Linked DNA regions of Bos taurus: region 1 is linked to region 2. The links are chromatin contacts, called in public Hi-C maps. All regions are on one chromosome and are shown on one strand. The core of a region is the stretch at or near the end of the contact, and the rest is flanking DNA. Distances in the headings are between cores, read along the strand shown. Region 1 holds the start of MORN3 (MORN repeat containing 3). Region 2 overlaps TMEM120B (transmembrane protein 120B).

Region 1 (3,060 bases), core at 196-2,695, 70 kb after region 2:
AAGCTTCTAATGCAAAGAGCATGGGTTCGATCCTGGTCAGGGAATTAAGATCCCACATGGCCAAATATATATTAAAAAAAAAAAAAAAGATTAATCACAGTACTCATGGTACACGCAAATGGGAGGAAAAAAAAAAAAGAAAAACATTAAATTTAGGACCTGAGACTGTTTCCCTCTGCCCAGTTCATGCCCTGGCTGTTTTCCTTGCTTTGAGTGCCTTTCCCAATTCCTGGGCATGATTGTCAAAATACATACTAGCCAGTACAGTTGGCCAGCTTAGTCAGATTCCTGAAGGTCCCTGCTGTGTCCCTACAGGGAACTCCTTGATGGACAGGGCCCAGTACAGAATGAAAATGAGGCCCTGGCTCAGGAAGTATTAGGAATTTTTAAAAAGTGACAGCAGAGCCAAGACCAAGCACATACCTTTCTAAGGACTAGGACCTATGCAGCTATTCAGGTTGAACATCTGTGATGCTGGCCCTGAATGGGTGGATGCCTGGAACACCATGATCTCCTGAAACCTGCTCAGCCTTGGGGTCATACTCATTGGTCAATAACTCTGCCTGCTGATGGTTAAATAGTTCTCTGCACTGGGCAGGGAGGGTAGGAGAGCCCTTGTCTGATGGAAAAAACCTAACCAAGCAGACAGGAAGAGTACCCAAGCAGAGGGCAGAGGTCAGAGGTAGCAGGATGATCAATCGTCCTGGTGTGTCTGGAGCTGTCCCAGTTCTAGCTCTGAAAGTTCAATGTCCTAGGAAACCTCTCAGTCCCAGGGAAACCGGGACATGTGGTCATCCTAGAGACAGTATCGTTAGTTGATGGGCTCTCCTGACAGCTCACAAACCCCTGCAAAGCCAGCCCCTGTGCTTTTCCACCAGAGGCAGGACCTGGGGCCTAAAGTGCTAGATGCTGAACCAGTGGTGGTAATGGGATGTCCCTGGGGGCTGTGCCACAGGGCTGTCTGCCCACCCAGACAAGGGTGGCCTGGCTAGGTCCCAACTCCCCTGTAGTGGGTCCCAGTGCTCACCACTCCAGCATCCACTCTGATTGGTCATGAGTGAATGAAGGTTAGTTGTTCAGTTATGTCCTTTGCAACCCCATGGACTGTAGCTCATCAGGCTCCTCTGTCCATGGAATTCACCAGGCAAGAACACCGGGGTGTGTTGCCATTCCCCTCTCCAGGGGACCTTCCCAACCCAGGGATGGAACTCAGGTCTCCCACATTGCAGGCACATTCTTTACCATCTGAGCCACCAGGGAAGCCCCTGATTGGTCATACTGGCTATTAATGTGACTTTCACCCTCTCCCCAGGGCAGCTTCTTCCTGATGTCATCACAAACCCCTCTGATCTACTGGTTTCCCTGGGTTCCATCCCAAGCAATTGTGCCATCAGGTTCCCCGCCCCAGGGGGCCCTTAGGGAGGCAAGGGAGGAGACATCCGAACATCAGTCCAGCACAAAAGAATCCCCCCCAAGGGCTGCTCATCTGCCCCGGGCATTCAGAACACACATGACTCACCCCACCTGACCTCAGACAAGTGTCTTTCCAGGAAGTCCCAGGGTCCCAGCATTCCTTGGAGCAAACTGAACTCCTGATGTTCCTAACCCTTTGGCCCCACAGAAGCAGCCAACATGCCTATATTCAAGTGCCCGCAAAAGTCGGAGCCCCTGTGGAAGGAGTGGGACCAGAAGGCCCAGAAGAATGGACTGAGGCACCAGGTGTTCGCTGTCAATGGCGACCACTACGTGGGCGAGTGGAAGGACAACGTGAAACACGGTAAGTGGGGGCTCAGGGGTGAGTGTGGGGTCTGGGCCACGGTGGACCCCTGGGGCCAAGGAAGCAGCTTGCAGAGCTCACTGGGGACATAAGATATATCACCGAGAGGTGAATACTGACTAGGACCAGCCAGGGGCATCCTCATGCTGGGGCTCTGAAATCCAACTCAACCCTGGCTTCAGGTGAGCAGAGGGGCCAGCAGGGAACAAAGCTGTCTTTAGACACCAGCCACAGCCTCAGCTGGGACTCCCAGGACATCAGCTCATTCTCTACCCTCTGCAACTGCACTAAGCATGGAGCTGGCTAGCAGGAGGAAAAGGTGGCCTCCAGAAACCACCTTGCAACTGGGATTCTGGTCTTCAAGCTCAGTCCTTCAAACCAGCAGGGGGCGAAATAGGATATCTCCCACCACATCTCCACCCCGCAATAGCTGGGGCTCCCAGGGTGGAGTATGGACTCCTTGTGACACAAACTGAGCCCTGAAGAAAGAAAAACAGAAAAACAAAGTTTTTATTAAAAAAAGGTGTTATGGCTTCTCCGTCTAGTCTTGCAATTCCAGATTCTTGGCTCTTGGCCACTCTTCTCTCCTGTTTTCCTGCGTTAAGCTTGAGTTCATAAACCTGGGTCAATCTCAGCTCCATCAACTGTGACCTTGAGAGGTCTACTACACCACTCTGAGCCTCAGTCTCCTCATCTGTAAAACTGGAATAATACATTTCTGTTAAGATAAGAGATACCATCTATCAAATATGTAGCCAAGGATCTGTGCAGAAGGGGAACTTCTTGAATGTTCTCTGAGGGCTGAGCACAGCACAGGACATTATTCAGACTTTCCTTGTCCAAGAAACCCCCAAAAGTTGAACCCACCCTGCTCATAACACAACACCCACCCTCAGCACTGACTTAAATACCAGGTTTTACGCAGCTGCCTGGAGCTCTTTGTGTAGTTAAGGATGACTGCCTGTGTGTTTCAGTCTTTGTGGGAAGCCTGTGGTGTGGACAGAGCCCTGGACTAAGAGTCAGGATGCTGGAGTTCTAAGCCTGGCTCTATTACTGAGAGGCTGTGTGACTTTGGGTAAGTCATTTCCCATTGTCTGAACTTGGCTGCCTTACTTGTGATATGACCTTGCAGGCTGGTATAAACAACTATTCATCCCCTACAGTGTAACTGGACCCTGCCTCAAGGGCAAACATCAATGATAGCATCTTTTCTATTTTCAGGCATTGTCCTAAGTATTATACATATATTAATGAATTTAGTGTCCAGAACAACCCCATGAGAT
Region 2 (2,836 bases), core at 17-2,516:
CCAGGGGGCAGGGGCAAGCCCCCCAGCTTCTGCTGTAAACTGCCCTTGAGACACTGACAACCCCCTTCAAATGAAACTGGGGCACCCAGCCTGGGGTGGGGCATGCGGGTGCCCAGGGCCAATTCCCGCTCCTGCCTTTGGCCTCCCTGGACCCAGGGGCCGTCCCAGCCACAGGACCCCGAGGGCCCCAGCTCACAGATGGTTGGTGAGAGAGGGAGTGGCCTTAGGACCTTCTATTCCTGGAAGGGGGTACCCACAAACTCCAGGGGGACTCACATGGCCACAGAACAGGAAGGGCAGAAGGAAGGTGAGGCCTCGCCACATCCAGGACTGAAATCCTTCTGTGGAGAGGAAGGAGGGAGTGAAGGGCCTGGGTGAGGTGGCCTGGCCCTGCCCGTCACTCTGCGATCAGGCGTGTTGACCTCCTTCAGGTGGGTGAGTGCTAACTTGGAAAATAACCCAGGGAACACGTGGACTACCTACCGCCAGGCCTGGTGGCCCTCGCACCTCACGTCCCTGTGACCCAAGTGGGCTGACCACTCTTACAGGACGCTGACATGCCAGCACTAGTATGGTTTTTGGTTTTTCATAATTTGCACAGGATTTTACATTTCGTAACTGGCTATGGCATGCTTCATTTCAATCGAGTCTTGACAAAATAGGGCCTACTGCGCAGAGTAATTCGATGGAAATGACCACTTCAAAAAACAGATTTTTTATTAACAACACTTTCCCCTGAGAGTTTTAAAGGAAGGGTCTCTGAGTTTTCCTGATGCAGCACCCACCCCAATGAGTTAAAGTTAAGAACACATAAATTGCACAAGTGTAAAAACACTAGACTAGACTAGCATTATGTATGTCATAAAACATAGGAAAAAAATATAGACATTTAAAAAGGATAGGCTACAGGCACTTAGCCTCCAGGGCCTGGCACACAGCTGGCCTTGCATTTGTCAACTGCAATGGAATCCACCATGAATTACAAAAAGCAATTAGGATGAGGCCAGCAAGCCCTGGCTTTGCATGTGGCAAATCCTGTCAGGCTCTTACCGGCACCTGGCCCCTTGACGGACACGGGGCAAAGTCTGGGGGAACAGAAAGGGTCAGTGCTTGTCACCTCGCTGACCAGGCCAGGCTACTCACCCACAGTGAGGTCCAGGTGATTCCTCTCCCCCAGGGCCCGCAGTCGGTAGAGGCAGCCTCTCTGGTAATAATATTGCAGGAACTGGACACAGCCTGTAGGGGGAGCACAGCGCCCAGCTCAGGGACTAGGGGACCCAGCAACACCTCCGCGGCAGGCCGGCGGGTCTCCACTGCCCAGACACCAGGGGCACCTGGGTACAACCTCCTCCCACCCCCAACACACACTGAACCGTAGCACACCACACCGCACCACACCACACCCACACACCCACCCACACCCACACACACATCTGAACCCAAAAAACGAGGAGGCAGACCACGCCATGCCACGCCACACCACACCACACACACACACACACGTCTGAACCCAAAAAACGAGGAAGCAGAATTCTGCGTGTCGACATGGAAAAATACCCATCATAACTGTTAAAAGAATAGAAACTAGGTTATAAAAAAAAGCTGTGTAGAAGAATCCTATGTTTGTAGATTATACATAATACAGTATTATAGGTGTGTATGTGTTTATGAATGAAAATATTTAAAAGGACATATGTCTATTAACACCCTAAGGATGGAATTATACATAATTTTCCTTTTTGGCTTATGTTTGTACGCAGGGTTTTATTTAAAAATTAAATTGTATTTTTTTGAATAGGTAAGATGTATTCAGCATAAAACTCAAGGGGAACAAACAGGTACTTGGCAAAAAGTAAAACTCTCTCCCTGTCTTTAACCATCCAATCTCTGTTCCTCAGAGTTAACCCCTCATTGTGTACAAATCCGGAGCTATTCTTAAATAAGAAAAAGAACATAAATGTCCATTTTAAGGGAAACAGAGTTGATGCTCCCAACACCACGCAGCTCCTGAGGGGCACAACTGGTCAGATTCTGAACCAGGGAAAAAAAAGGCAGCAACTGGAGCTCCAGGGGGTAGACATTCCTCTCCAGGGGCAGGGGGCTGGACGGCAGGATGGAGCTGATGGAGTGGTGGGGAGAGATGGTGGGCAGCTCCTTCTGGATTTCTGGGACCCTTCCCTGCCCGACCAGGGACCTCCCCCAGTCCTTCCACTCCTTTCACACAAGAAAAACACAACCTCCACTCTTCACACAACCTCCACCAGTGAAAGCCACACCGTGCCCGTCCCCAGAATCTGAGCAAGAGACACTCACTCTGAAAAATGGAGAACGCTAAAAACTGATTGCGAAACTTCTGATAAATTAGTCCGTTAGGCCTGCAGAGAAGTGGAGGAAAAGCAAAGATGAAGCCCCAATCTGAAATCATTTGTTCATCCCCATCCTATCTCTGTTCCAACCAAAAGAGAGAGAGAGAGAAAAGATTTTAAACCCAGTTTCTACCTTATCACCATGTCCCTGGGGCTGGACCAGGTAATTTCCATCATTGCTTTAATACATTCTAGAACCAAGGGAGCGGGGGTAGGCATCTCGAAGACCAAATGCCCACCCATTCCTCCTCCTCCATCAGTCACGGTCTTGTCCCTGTGCTTGTTCTGTCCAGACTTGCTCCCTGTCACCACAGTCAGTGGCCCTTGGAAAAGTCCCCAGTTGGCTTGGGGTGGCCCTGCAGCCCCTTCGTAAGCTCACACTTTTACTTCTCGGCCCAAAAGTCAGCCCCCAAATCCCCTGCATCTTGGGCCCACTGCCAGTTCCCATCCACCGGCTCCCTGAGGAGAGT

Evidence for each region. Hi-C and Micro-C count contacts between places; a contact is called where the count stands out from the background.
Region 1: a contact with region 2 is called in a Hi-C map of liver, with 1.8 times the contacts expected there. The contact joins the promoter of MORN3 here to the enhancer-like site in region 2. A contact is called at or near these places in 4 of 11 Hi-C or Micro-C datasets (blastocyst, liver, skeletal muscle and 1 more).

The regions. Positions count from the first base shown.
Region 1 is chr17:53,595,392-53,598,451 of ARS-UCD2.0, forward strand. MORN3 (MORN repeat containing 3) reads left to right here and starts at 1,446. Exons shown (of 6, transcript NM_001040550.2): 1 at 1,446-1,777. The coding sequence starts at 1,633.
Region 2 is chr17:53,525,830-53,528,665 of ARS-UCD2.0, forward strand. TMEM120B (transmembrane protein 120B) reads right to left here. Exons shown (of 12, transcript NM_001101908.2): 8 at 2,314-2,375; 9 at 1,144-1,236; 10 at 277-341. Among named protein-coding and RNA genes, the nearest start is that of RHOF, 17 kb to the left of the region's middle. Within about 2 kb of position 1,267, at least 8 of the 102 cell types and tissues checked have an H3K27ac peak or open chromatin away from gene starts, as enhancers often do. A contact at or near this core is called in liver, where this site is marked.